Regions from separate parts of the Ovis aries genome. Here all the other regions are linked to region 1. A link is a contact called in public Hi-C data. All regions are on one chromosome and are shown on one strand. Each heading gives the region's core, a stretch centred on a gene start, on an enhancer-like site or on the middle of the called end of the contact. The rest is flanking DNA. Distances are from core to core; before and after follow the strand shown. Region 1 holds the start of SPSB1 (splA/ryanodine receptor domain and SOCS box containing 1). Region 2 overlaps LOC105606443 (a long non-coding RNA gene). Region 3 has its middle 51 kb from the start of SLC25A33.

Region 1 (4,754 bases), core at 1,638-4,137:
TTAGGTCAGTGTGATCTCATTACCCAACTGGATCAGAGCTGATATGTGTGGGAGTGCTGAGGCTGTCTTACCCTGAAAGTGTAAGGGTGTGTTTCAGGGTCCTCACATCAAAGGTGGGGTCTCAGGTCCCAGATGGATGGACTGCCACTTGAATTATACCTTGGTCTGCCTCAGTCTAAATTTCCTAAAGGAAATCAACCCTGGATATTCACTGGAAAGGGCTGATGGTGAAGCTGAAGCTCTAATACTTTGCCCACCTGATGCGAAGAGCCCACTCATTGGAAAAGACTCTGATGCTGGGAAAGATTGAAGGCAGGAGGAGAGGAGGGCAACAGACGATGAGATGGTTGGATGGCATCACTGACTCAGTGGATATGAGTTTGAGCAAACTCTGGGAGATGGTGAAGGACAGGGAAGCCTGGTGTGCTGCAGTCCATGGGGTCGCAGAGTCGGACATGACTTGATGACTGAACAATAACAACAATAAAGTTGAACTCCAAGCTCTGCTACGACGAGGCCTTTCACCAGTTACTCCTGCTGATGCCGGAATCTTGGCCTCTGGGCAGTGGTGCTGAACTACAGAGTTTTGGGTGACATAGAAAAGAATACCCTTATTGCTTTGCCAGGCAAAGGAGGCCTCTGTGGGCTCCTGTCTTTGAAAACTCTGTGTCTCAACACTGGAGGATTTGATGAGGAGTTTTATAACAATAGTACAAGGGTGGGGTTGCTGGTAAGCCTAGGCTGTGTACAGGGCCTGCAGTCCTTTGATCTGGTCTCAGATGATCTTTATTTTTAAAATTTTTGGCCATACAGTCAGGCATGTGGGATCTTAGTTTCCCCACCAAGGATTGAACCCAAGTCCCCCACAATGAAACAGAGGAGTCTTAACCACTGGACTGCCGGGGAAGTCCACCAGGTAATCTTTCTGATGGACTTTGGCTTCTTCAGTCTGGCCTCAGGTGGTCTCCCAAGGTATGGAGAATGCTGACATCTTCCATTTGTTGGGTTTCAATTCTATGTACTCAGTGTACTCAGTCATGTCTGACTCTTTGTGACCCCATGGACTGCAGCCCACCAGGCTCCTCTGTCCATGGAATTTTCAAGGCAAAACACTGGAGTGAGTTGCCACTTCCTACTCAAGAGGATCTTCCCCACCCAGGGATGGAACCTGAGTCTGTTGTGTCTCCTGCATTGGCAGGCAGATTCTTTACCACTCATGCCCCATCAAGGGCTTTAAGATACTGTTAAGTGTGTCCCTTGGGCTTCCCTGGTGGCTCAGATGGAGACCCGGGTTCGATTCCTGGGTCGGGAAGATCCCCTGGAGAAGGAAATGGCAATCCACTCCAGCACTCTTGCCTGGAAAATCCCATGGACAGAGGAGCCTGATAGGCTACAGTCCACGGGGTCGCAAAGAGTCGGACACGACTAAGCGACTTCACTTTCACTTCACTTTCAAGTGTGTCCCTTGAGGCAGAATGAGGACCCTACCCCAAGGCTGTTTCTTGGTTGTTCCTCCCTTGACTCTGCATTGCCCCTCTTCCCGGATATGCAACTGCTTGAAACAGCCCTTTAGAACTCAGGGGAGGTGCTGGAGGCTGAATGGAAAGGCTCCCTGTGCCCAGGAACCCCTACAGGGCTCACTGTCTGATCTCTACAATCAGTGTAACAGTTCTGCCCTTACAGTATGGTAAAGATGAAATTAGAGCAACATTCTTCTTAACAGCTTCTCCAATGTGAATCTTCCATGCCCTTGTGAACACTACTACACACTACTGTGGGTGGAGGAATGTAAAGAGAGTCTTTAAAAAGTTCTTTCTTTAAAATCTTCCCAGTTCTAGAGTGCAAGTGACTGCTCTGTTGAGGGGAGTGGAGGAAAACTCCTTCGGTGGCTACTGACACTTTTACACGGACAAGTCTTGGTGGGGTCGGGGTGGTGGGTACCCACGTGGCACTCTTTCATTCATTCAACAAACATTCATGGGGAACCACCAGCTGTATGCTCAAGCCCATCAAGAAGCTGGTGATGCCCCGGTACTGCCCCCCCCAGGGTCTGGGAATCCCAAGACACCCTCCCTGGGCCCACCTAGATGGAAATGCCTCAGTGGGGGGTGGGCTCCAGCAGGACTGACAGCCCTTGGATCATCTGCTGGCCAAAGAACTTTTAGTTTCTGATCATTTGAGATGAGGGTTTCCTAGGTGGCTCAGCAGAAAAGAATCCACATGCAGTGCAATAGACGTGGGTTCGATCCCTGGGTGGGAAGATCTCCTGGAGAAGGCAATGACGACCCACTCCAGTATTCTTGCCTGGAAAATCCCATGGACACAGGAGCCTGGTGGGCTACAGCCCAGGGGGTTGCAAAGAGCCGGACAGGACTGAGCGACTAAACAACAAGCAAAGCCTTGCTGCCAGAGTTATTGAAATAACCCTGACCCTCCCAAGAGACCAAAAAAATTATTATTAGTAAGCCCCCGCACCCCGCCCCCACGCTGGCCCAGCACCGCTGCAGCCCTCCGGGTGTTGCAACCAAGGCCTCTTACCCAGCGGAGGCTGCCCAGCGTTTCCCAAAGACGCCTCCGGAGGGACCACAGCCTCGGCGCCGCCCGGAGCGCCCCGATGGCCTCCGGGTGGGGCGATGGAGCAGGCAGAGGAGGGGGGCGGCGGCAGAGGCGGTGGAACGACCGCCGGGCACGTGACACACCACCCGCCCCGCGCCCCAGCCGCGCACGGCGCCCCCCGCGCGGCAGCCTGAGCCCCAGCCGGGGGCGGGGCGAGGCAAGAAGAAGAGGGGAGGGGAGGGGAGGGGAGGGGCGGGACGGGGGCGGGCTGGCCCCGCCCCTAGCTCGTTCCTTTTTCACTTTAAAGCCTTCGGTTGCATTTTCTTCTTTGCACCGAAGTCGCGCTCCGGCATCCAGCGCGCTCGCAGCAGGCACCAGGCTCCAGCGCTGGCGCCGGGGCCGCGGGGAGGAGGCGACTTCGCTCCCTGCGGCGGGAAGCCTCCTCGGTCCCGGAGAGCGGGCGGCGGCGGCAGCCTCCCCGGAGCGGTAGGCAGGGCCGGGCACGGGGAATGGGTGGGTTGGGGGTCCCAGCCGGGCGCGCGCTAGAGTCGCAGCACCTGGGGACCGAGTGGGCACCTGGGCGCGGGGCTGGGGTGGCGTCTCGCCTGGAGACCCGGTACCGGTGCATGGGGAGCCCTTCTCTAGGCATGAGTCCCAGGAGAGGGGCCTGGGGCGCCGCCCAGCGCTGCTGCGGGTGCTGCCCGTGCAGGCGCGGGCAGGTCGCACGGCCCCGGGCCCCACCTGCGGGGACGAGACGGGGCGGGAGTCTAGGAGGCCCCGGAGACCGTCGGACCCGGGATTGAGCCTTGGCGACTGCAGACCTAAGAAGGAGCCCGGGACGCACGGCGGCCCCCGGCGACTTCTAGGTGGCCGGACTCCGGGGGGTGGCCTCAGGACCATCCCTGCGGCGGAGGCCGGGGCGCCGACCTGCCCCTTCCGCTCAGGGGCAGCCCGACCCCGCTCCACGGAGTTACTTTCGCTTTTCCCGCCAGCGGGGGCCGGGATCCGCAGGGCGGCCCAACTAGCACCCTCGGGGGTCGCCAGCTCTGCCGGCGGCGCCTCCCCCGGGGAGCCCGCCGGGCGACACCCCAGGCGGCCCCGCCCCCCCCGCCGCCCCGGAGCCGCGGCGGCTGCTCGGGCAACCAGGGGAGAGCCGAGAGTTCTGTCGGGAAATCGATTAAAACAGAAAATCCAGAGCAGCCCGGGTCAGTCGGTGGTAGCTGTCCTGTTCAAGTTCAAGGCAGAGGCTCCCGGCAATGCTAACGGCCCCGCGGGGCGATGGCTTGGTATGCCGGGGAGGGACGGCGAATTGTGTGTGTGAGTATGGTGTGTGCTGAGTATGTGTCTGTGTGAGAGTGTGTCTTTGTGAGCCCGTCTGCGTGTGTGCGTGAATAAGTGTATGAATGTGTATGTGTGATGTGTTTGTGTGTGTGCGTGTGTCTCTGAGTGTGTGTCTTTGTGTGAGTTAGTGTGCACCTCTGAGTGTGTGTGTGGTGAGTGTGTCTGTGAATGTGTGTGCATGTGTCTGTGTGTCTGCACCTCTGAGTGCATGTGTGTCTGTGTGGCGTGAGTGTGTGTATGTGTGTGTGCCATCCATGGTAACCTGGCAGTGGGGACCGCTGGCTCCTGGATCCACTTAACTTGCCTTTCCCTGCTTGGTTCTCAAAACAGGGCTGCCCTGAACCAGGGTACGGGGAAGAGGGCAGGGTGCCTGGTACCAGCTGAGGAGGGTGCAGGCTCCTCCCTCCCTCTCTCTTTTTCTCTGAAAATGAACTGAACAGTTCGGGGGTGAGTTGGCAGGGGCCGCTTCCTGAATGAGTAATATTTAATTAAATGCTCTAGCCAGTAGCATCAGAAACTGGTCATGAGTTGAGTTTTAACAGGTGTTGATGGTAAAAAAGCATCTCTGGTGACTAAAGCCTGGTGTCCTTGAAAGAATTCTCTCCTGGGTAGAACATTTAGGGGGGGCAGACCTGGAATCCTGGTTTGGGTGTGAGGACAGAAAGCAAGCGAGGGGGCGGGACTGTCCCTTCCCTTTCTGATGAACCGGTTCCTGACACCACCCCCTCCCCAGTGGCTCCTCCACTGAGGAATCACAGAGCTGGGGAAGCCGTGTCTTATTAATACTTATGTGGCATTCATCTGGGCCGACCCTTCCTTTCCTGGCAGAGGCCCAGAGAGGGTGGCTGGCTTACCCA
Region 2 (4,314 bases), core at 1,392-3,891, 150 kb after region 1:
TCATTACAGACTTCCCTGGTGGTCTAAGACCCCACGCTCCCAATGCAGGGGGCCCGGGTTCCATCCTTGGTCCAGGAAGTAGATCCCATGTGCCACAGCTAAAAGATCCTGCGTGCCCCAAATAAAACCCAGCACAACCAGATAAATTTAAAAAAAATTTTTTGTTTAAGTGTCATTGAATAGTTTTTTCTTTAGCAGGAGACAAGACAACCTAGAGCACGTCAACTTAGTATTTAATCACATGCTCCACGGGTGACCACCCTGTGTAAAGTGTAGAAAGCAAAGGTGGAATAGGCCTGTGGGCTGGGAGCAGACAGAAGAGAAAAAGCGCTCTTCCCCAGGACCTTGTAAGGGAAGAATGTACAGTCCAGGACAACTGATGGAGCTCATGGAGGGAAGAGGAGCAGCTCACAGGGTCAACTCTGGGGATGAGGAAGATTGGGGAAGGGAGATGACAAAACAGGGAAGATGAAAGAGAAGCTGTTTGGGGGAAGGAGAAAGTATGTTTTGCACGTATGAGAGACAGAAGTTGAAAGGCACCCCCCGGGCTGAGACCATTTTCTGAGCTGTGAACAAGAAGAGCCCAGTGGCATCAAGGCCAGAGCTGAAGGATGCTCTGGACCAGCCGGTCTGGGCTGTGCTCCTAAGGGAGTATCTCCAGGGGCATCACCTGGTCCTCAGCCCCCAGGGGTGATAAATTCTCAGTGTGCCTTTACTCTATAGAGGGATTATGAACTTACTGAAAGTTCTGGTAGGTTCCTGACCCTTCAGTGTTTGACTCAAACTTGGTTTCTTCATGGAACGCTTCAAAGGTTTTCAATGCAAATCCAAACTTTCTCCCTCACCTGCATATTTCTGTCCCATACCCATTTGGTCACAGGTTACTAGAAGAAGCTGGGAAACTTCCAAGTTGGATGCCACTGGTTTAGCCACTCTGAGCAGCACCCCCACCCACTGCCATTCAAGGTAATGAGGCTGGTTTGGAGGTGCCATGGGGAGACGTGCTAGGATAAGCACGCAGAGACATGCAATGCAAGTAAGTGTCTTGGTGAAAAACCAATGCCAAGTCCTACCAGAGGTAGACATAGGACCCAAGGGAGAGGAGGAAAGGTGGAAGAGAGGCCCCAGGTCTGCAGGGCACACAGGGGCCTGACAACAGGGTCACAGATGAGCAGGGAAATGCAAAAATACCAGGGGGAATGTGCCAAGTGTTTCATAAAGCAAGCTGTATTTCATTTAAAGGCCATCCAGGGATTTCTCTGGTGGTCCAGTGTTTAAGACTCCAAGCTTCCACTGCAGGGGGCATGGGTTCAATCCCAGACTGGGGAACTAAAATCCTACAAGCTGCACCACCAAGCCAAGAATAAATTTTAAAAAGACACACACACACACACACTGGTCATTCATTCTGAGAGTAAACAATTTCCTGGGAAGAGCTTTCCTTTTAAAAAATGATAAGAATAGGGAATTCCCTGGTGATCTGATGGTTAAGACTCCGTACTTTCACTGCCGAGGGCTCAAGTTCAATACCTGGTTGGGGAATTAAGATCCCATACACCTCACAAAGTGGAAGTGTTAGTCGCTCAGTCGTGTCCGACTGTTTGTGACCTGATGGACTGTAGCCCACCAGGCTCCTCTGTCCATGGAATTCTCCAGGCAAGGTTACTGGAGTGGTTGCCATTCCTCTCCCCAGGGGATCTTCCCAACCCAGGGATCAATCCTGAGTCTCCTTCATTGCAGGCAGATTCTTTACTGTCTGAGCCAACAGGGAAGCCCTGTGCCTTGCAACAGGGCTAAATTTAAAAGAAGGAGAATAGTATGTTGCTGTTGCCCTTAAAGTTCTTATTTGGCGAACATGAGAAGTGGTTCCATTTAAAAAGGAAACCATGGGAAGCCATGAATTGGAGAGCACCTCTCCATCACCCAGTTTGGCAGCAGCACCAAGGAGCCAGGCCCTCTGCGGGGGTGGGGCTCCAGAAGGATGGCCTGTGGGAGAAACAAGTTTTTCTGATGTCTTTCTGAGAACCTCCACCCCTACAACAACCACCACATGAATTCTCTGTTGTAAAAATGTCCCAGGACAGGCTCTTCCCTGGTGGTCCAGTGGCTAAGACTGTGCTTGCACTGCAGGAGGTGCAGATTTGATCCCTTGTTGGGGTACTAAGATCATGCATGCTGGACAGCGTGGCCCCAAAATAATTTCTTTCAAAAATTATTTTTAAAACTTGTGGGGCCTCCCTGGCCCCAGGCGGTAAAGAATCCACCTGCCAATGCAGGAGACATGGGTTCAGTCCCTGACCTGGGAAGACCGCACGTGGCTCAGAGCAACTAAGCCCTAGCACCACAACTACTAAGCCTGTGCTCTAGAGGCCAGGAACCTCAGCTACTAAAGCCTGCAGGTGCTCCACAACAAGAAAAGCCACCACAATGAGAAGCTCGTGTACTAGAGAGTAGTCCCTTCTCATTGCAACTAGAGAAAGCCCACATGCAGCAACAAAGACCCAGCACAGCCAAAAATAAATTTTAAAAATTCTTTTTTTAAAAAAGTTCCAGGGCAAAAACTTGCTTAAACTAGGCTGAGGGACATGGCGTGCCTCCCAGCCAGGGTAGTGGTGGCCAGAACACAGACCCCAGGGGACCAAGGCGAGCTGACCTGTAGAGGCCCTGGATGAAACCAGAGCTGCTTTTCCCATCCAGGGCCCCCAGCCATCCCAGGAGAGGCCCGGAGGGGCTCTGCAGTTAAAGTATCTAGGCTGTGCGGCCTGCTGGGCTGCCCTCCCCAGCGTTCCAGGCTCCCTGGAGCCCATGTGCACTGGGCCAGAGGGGAAGGCCACCTTTATTATCAGTGACACAGAGCCTAGTAAGGCCAGAAACACCCATGGATGGAAGAGGCACAGCGAGACTGGCCACCTGGGGAAACAGAGCAGCACAGATCCCCAGAACAAGAACAGAAGCATCTCTAGGACCCGGCTTCTGCATCCTGAGTGCAAACTGCACCGATGGGCAGAGTCAGGGGAGGGACTCCCCCAGATTGCACCCCTGTAACTTTTACATACACATACACACCTCACCATGGCACAACGCCTCTGGTTTCTCCCTGGTGGGAGAGTTAAGATCCATCTCCAAGGACTCCTGGGCTGGGCTCCCCCAGGTAGTATTCTGAGCAGCTTTTCACTCACCCATGGACAGTGAGAGCTGTGCTGATGGAAGGTCTGTCCTTGGACCCCCGTCCAGTCCATGAGGAAGAGGATAGTGGTCCAATTCCTGTGTGGCTGAGGGCTTCCGTCCTGCCCTCCTTTGAATGACCAGCAGCACCAAGAAAGATAAATGTCTTGGTGCATTTTCTTGGTGTAGTACAGCTGCACCCAAGATTAATGTGGATCCACTTTTTCAGATGCACTTTTTTTTTCCTGGATCTCTATGCCACAAAAGATCCCAGATGGGGTGGATGCTGTCCTCGGAAAAGGAGGAAATTATTTTTGAGTCATAAAATGGAATAGGAATCAAGAAGGAAACTCTTGCTTGCCGTCTGTGGTTCAGTACAAAAGCTGGTCATTTGATCAAAGAGCCTTTGTCAGGTCAGCTGAGTTTTCGCTCCTAAAACCATCAAGCTCCCCAACAGGCAACGTGATGCCTCTGAGTCATTTGCCAAGCGGCGATTGTGAGAATCTAGAAAGCGTCCACCCCCTCTACCTGAGCCTCTGAAATCTGGAAGCAAGACTGGGGGAACAATAAAGGAGTGCGGCGCCCTCTGGCGAGAGTGGATCAAAACATCCCAACTGAGCTCCCAGAGTGGGCGTCCAGGGCAGTGGACTCGAACCTCCATCTCCAGTCACCCAACAACATCTTCTCACCTTTGTGCAAAACCCAAGATGACTAGCTTTACTCATGATCCTTCAGAGTCTGCATCCTCAGACAGTGTGAAGCTGACGTGGTTCGATCTGGGAAAACCTAGTTAAGATGTTAGCCAAGTGGGGACGGAGGTGTTTATCCCAGGGAAGATGCAGAGACCATTGAAGGACTGAGATCATGGAAAGCCAGATGGGACCAGAGGGGTCCAGGCTCCTGGTCCCAAATGCAGACCGACCCAGGAAAAGGAGCCATGGCCAGTCAGCCGTCACTGCTGAGGCCTCAGGGTTCTCCATGGTGAGGAGGGACCAGGCAGACACCAGGAAGCCTCTGAGTTGAACCAAGCGTCTCTGTCCATCTGGGATAAAAGCACTTGTCAGCTTTGATTACAGAAATTCCAAGGAAAGATTCAAAACAAAGACGATATGCTTATAAAAAGGCCTGGTCTCTGAATAGCCCAGCAGC
Region 3 (4,221 bases), core at 1,503-4,002, 180 kb after region 1:
GTCCACCCTGGGTCCAATAACAATAATATAAGTTACAAATAGCCAAGTACCAGCGTATTCCCTGGTGGTCCATTGGCTAAGACTCCAGACTCTCAGTGCAAGGCGTCTGAGTTCGATCCTTGGTCAGGAAACTAAATCCGACATGCCACAACTAAAGATCCCACAGCTGCAAGGAAGATTGATGATCCCAAATACTGCAACTAAGACCCAGTGCAGCCAAATAAGTAAATAAATAAGGAACTAATAAATAGCAGAACTCAATTACACCGAAAATAGGAAAACAGTAGAGAAATTCAATGGAAGAAACTGATTCCTCCCCACCACCCAAAAGAATCAATAAAATTAACAAATCTTCTCTTTTAAAAAATAGCTAAGTGCCAGAGGATTCCCTGACAGTCCAGTGGTTAGGACTTGGTGCTTTCACTGTAAGGGCCTGGGTTCAATCCCTGGTCAGGGAACATAGATCCCACAAAGACAGGCAGCGCTACCAAAGAAAGAAAAAATTGCTAAGCACCAGAAGAGCACAGTGACAAAGTACCCTGGAACCTGAGAGAGAGCCAGAATCCTGCTGAGGATCACCCTCTTTGCTTCAGTTTATGTGACAAGAACTTACAGAATCTTTTGTGCCAGTCATTGTCCTAAGAGCAGCTACCAAACCATTTCATTCTCATAAGAGCTTGGTGGAGTTGGTGTTATTATTACCACATGTTTTGGAAGCTGGGGGCACAGTGCACAGAGAGGTTGAGTAAGTTGCCCAAAGTCATACAGCTGCTAAGTGGCAGGGTGACGTTTGTATCGCAGCAGTCTGGCTGTGGTCCTACCCTTAGCCAGCCCATCTGCCAACAAGCCAACTCAGAGGTCAGAGGTCAGAGGTCAGCCAATCCAAGGGCTCTGTGCAGGGTTGTGGGGCTCCCAGGATGGACAGCTTCGTCTCTGTCCACTAGCCATCAGGGGTGACTCCAGGAGCCAAATGGGTTCCTCCAATGGAGCAGTGAGAGGTGGCCTTCCCGACCCACAAAACAAAGTTTTACACTCGCTCTAGATGAACTGTTTATTCCTGAAGGAAAAGCAGCACGAGGAAACCAGATACTAGGTGAAGAGCGTCCAGTTCTGCCAGTGAGAGGGGATGGCGGCTCCAGGGCCCGCGCTGCCCCTTCCATGCAGACCACTGACCGCAGTGCGGACACCAGCCAAAGGGAGCTGTCCTGAGGCCCCTGTGGCCACACCACCAGCTCAGAGTTTGCTGCCTCCCTAGTGAGAGCTGACTGGCTCCTGGGAAAAAGAGCAGGCAGAATTCTAGACACAGGAGTGGACCACATTCCAAATGGTCTTTGCTGTCAGAAAGGGGCAACTTCTGGTGGTCCAGTGGCTAAGACTCCGTGCTCCCAACTCAGGGGGCCCAGGTTCAATCCCTGGTCATGGAACTAGATGTACATGCTGTAACTAAGACCCAGCGCAGCCAAATAAATAAAAAGAAAGAAAGGGGCAACTTCTGGATCAGAAAATTAAATAAATATATATTTTTAAATCTTCAGTGTACATGGGCAAACACAGTAAGTCTCTCTCCAGCCCCTGTCCACCCTCAGCCACCCATTTCTCTTCCCAGAGGCAACCTTCTGGAGTTCACCAAAGCGCTCTTCTCATACGTGTCACACGCGTGGTTCCAGTGTTCCACACGCAAGGTCTGGAATCACCAGCTACCTCAGATCAAGTCACTTGCTCTTTGGGGGCCCCAATATTCTCAACAGCAAATCAGGGGAACAGACAAGATGATGCAAATCCTTCTGCCACTCGAAGGGTCAGCTTCAAATAGTAAGGACGATCAAGGAGGTAATGGACATGAAACTGCCTTGTCAACCAGAAACGTTGAGGCATCACAACCCAGTGGGCAGAGGAACCATAGAAATCAAAGAAACTGGCCCGGGTAGGACCGTTCCAATATCTGCTTGGCTCAGGCCAGAGGCCAGAAGCACATGTGTTGTTTACCCCAGGATTCCAACAGCACCCTCCATCCTCTTCTCCCTGGGTAGATAAAGATGCTCTCCAGCCAGCTCATCTATCTGCTCCTCCTTGCTAAGCTCTCCTCTGAGCCTGTGCTCACGGCCCAGAACTCCATCCACCACCCTGAAGACCTGGGTTGCAAACCCACACGGCACTTCCAAACTTGTGAAAGAGACAAGGGGCGTGGAGATGAAGCATCTGAGTTGGGGAGGAGGTGGTCACTCCCAACAGAGCAGCTTCTAAGACTTTGATCTTGCCAAATGTTTGCCTTAACGAGCCATGAGGCACGTCCACCGCCCTTCGGAGGCTATTTGTTTCTTAAACAGGCTCTTTGCCCAGAAACCATCTTATCCACAGCCTATCGCTTTCTTTTCATAATATCACACCATTACTCCTACTTATACCCTCCCAGACTCCTCCAACCTCTCCTTCCATCTGGGACCCTTCGCATCTGCCAAATGGAGGCCATAACTCCCCGAAACCCATGCTATGGCCAAGCTGTCGTTTCATCTTCACTCATAATCAGGCCCTCCAACCTCTTCATCACATTTATTGCCTTCGTTCCTCAAAATTCCCTCCAGAGTCACTGGTGAACTATGTGAAGACCCAAAAGAAAATTCTCCTGGTAAGAAACATCTTCTTATCTCCAAGGGTGCTATTTTTGTGCAAGGACTTCTCATCGGCCTGATTGCAGACACGATCTTGGCTGGATTGAGCATATTTGAGATACTCATGGAATCACATGTTCTATCTGAGCGTGAGTTTTCTTCCTGTTCCTGGCCTGCTTTTCTGCCCTCCTTGGATCCTCTTTATCAGGCTGTAAGAGGAAACTGCTTTGTGTCGTGATGTTTCTGCCTAAAGCACATTCAACCTGAGAAGCAAAGCCATGTGACTTAGCGGGTAATCCTGGAGCTCTGGGACCATCCCGACCCCCTCCCCTGGTCATTCCAGCATCCCAGGTCCCTGCAAATGCCCATAGAGAGGAACTTCCCTGGTGGTCCAGTGGCTAAGACTCCAGATCCCCGATGCAGGAAGTTCAGGTTTGATCCTAAGTCGGGGAGGTAAATTCCACATGACTCAACTAAGAGTTGAGTTTTTTTTTAATTAAAAAAAAAGAGAAATATCCAGAATAGGTATATCTATAGAGGCAGAAAGCAGACAAGTGATTTCTAGGGGCTGGAGGGAAGAAAAAACTGAAAAGAAAGTGAAGCCGCTCAGTCGTGTTTGACCCTTTGCGACCCCATGGCCTGTAGCCTACCAGGCTTCGAGGTCCATGGGATTTTCCAGGCAAGAATACTGGAGTGGGTTACCATTTCCTTCTCCAGGAGATCTTCCCGACCCAGGGATTGGACCCGGGTCTCCCGCATTGTAGCAGACGCTTTACTGTCTGAGCCACCAGGGAAGTCTGAAAGAACTGAAAGCAGCTGCTTAATTGGTGTGGGGTCTTTTTTTGGGGTGATGAAAAAGTTCTGGAACCAAACAATAATGGTGGTTGCCCGGCATGGTGAATGCCTTTAATGCCACTGAAGTACATACTCTAAAATGGTTTTAAACGGCAACATTCATGTTACATGTATTTTGCATGCATGCACGCTCAGTCAGTCATGTCTGACTCTATGCAACTTCATGGGCTGTAGCCCACCAGGCTCCTCTGTCCATGAGATTTTCCAGGCAAGAATACTGGAGTGGATTGCCGTTTTCTTCTCCAAGGGATCTTCCAGACTCAAGGATCAAACCTGAGTCTCCTGCATTAGCGGGTAGATGCTTTACCACTAGGGCCACCTGGAAAACTTATGTGTATTTTACCACAATAAAAAAATTAAATGGGGCTGCAGTCTGGCATTGCAGACTCCTCTTTGCTGACACACAGCTCAATCATCCTTCCCTGGGTAAAGTGGCTGGAAGTTAATCACTGTATAGATGGTGCCCATAAGCTTAAATTATACATAATAGCCCAGCTCTGGGAACCCTACTTCCCAGGTAATGAGCATTAAGCTAAAACACCTTTGTTAGCTCACAGGGAACATCCTGAGCAGGTCCATCAGTCAATGACTGCAGCCTTGTTGTTGTTCAGTAACCAAGTTGTGTCCGACTCTTTGCGACCCCATGGACTGCAGCATGCCAGGCTCCCGTCCTTCACCATCTCCCAGAGTTTGCTCAGATTCACGTCCATTGAGTCGGTGATGCTGACCGTAAGGTGATGCACAGAAATGAACACGT

What was found. A called contact is a pair of places that touch in the nucleus more often than the background predicts.
Region 2: a contact with region 1 is called in a Hi-C map of tail adipose tissue, with 4 times the contacts expected there. The contact joins the enhancer-like site here to the promoter of SPSB1 in region 1. A contact is called at or near these places in 11 of 16 Hi-C or Micro-C datasets (blood, liver, mixed tissues and 3 more).
Region 3: a contact with region 1 is called in a Hi-C map of tail adipose tissue, with 4 times the contacts expected there. The contact joins the enhancer-like site here to the promoter of SPSB1 in region 1. A contact is called at or near these places in 3 of 16 Hi-C or Micro-C datasets (blood, skin fibroblasts and tail adipose tissue).

What each region holds. Positions count from the first base shown.
Region 1 is chr12:43,436,198-43,440,951 of ARS-UI_Ramb_v3.0, reverse strand. SPSB1 (splA/ryanodine receptor domain and SOCS box containing 1) reads left to right here and starts at 2,887. Exons shown (of 4, transcript XM_060396510.1): 1 at 2,887-3,042. LOC105616528 (a long non-coding RNA gene) reads right to left here and starts at 2,748. Exons shown (of 3, transcript XR_006061479.2): 1 at 2,539-2,748.
Region 2 is chr12:43,281,423-43,285,736 of ARS-UI_Ramb_v3.0, reverse strand. LOC105606443 (a long non-coding RNA gene) reads left to right here. Exons shown (of 6, transcript XR_009595693.1): 5 at 881-4,314. Among named protein-coding and RNA genes, the nearest start is that of SLC25A33, 79 kb to the right of the region's middle. Within about 2 kb of position 2,641, at least 8 of the 54 cell types and tissues checked have an H3K27ac peak or open chromatin away from gene starts, as enhancers often do. A contact at or near this core is called in tail adipose tissue, where this site is marked.
Region 3 is chr12:43,253,427-43,257,647 of ARS-UI_Ramb_v3.0, reverse strand. No RefSeq gene overlaps it. Among named protein-coding and RNA genes, the nearest start is that of SLC25A33, 51 kb to the right of the region's middle. Within about 2 kb of position 2,752, at least 4 of the 54 cell types and tissues checked have an H3K27ac peak or open chromatin away from gene starts, as enhancers often do. A contact at or near this core is called in tail adipose tissue, where this site is marked.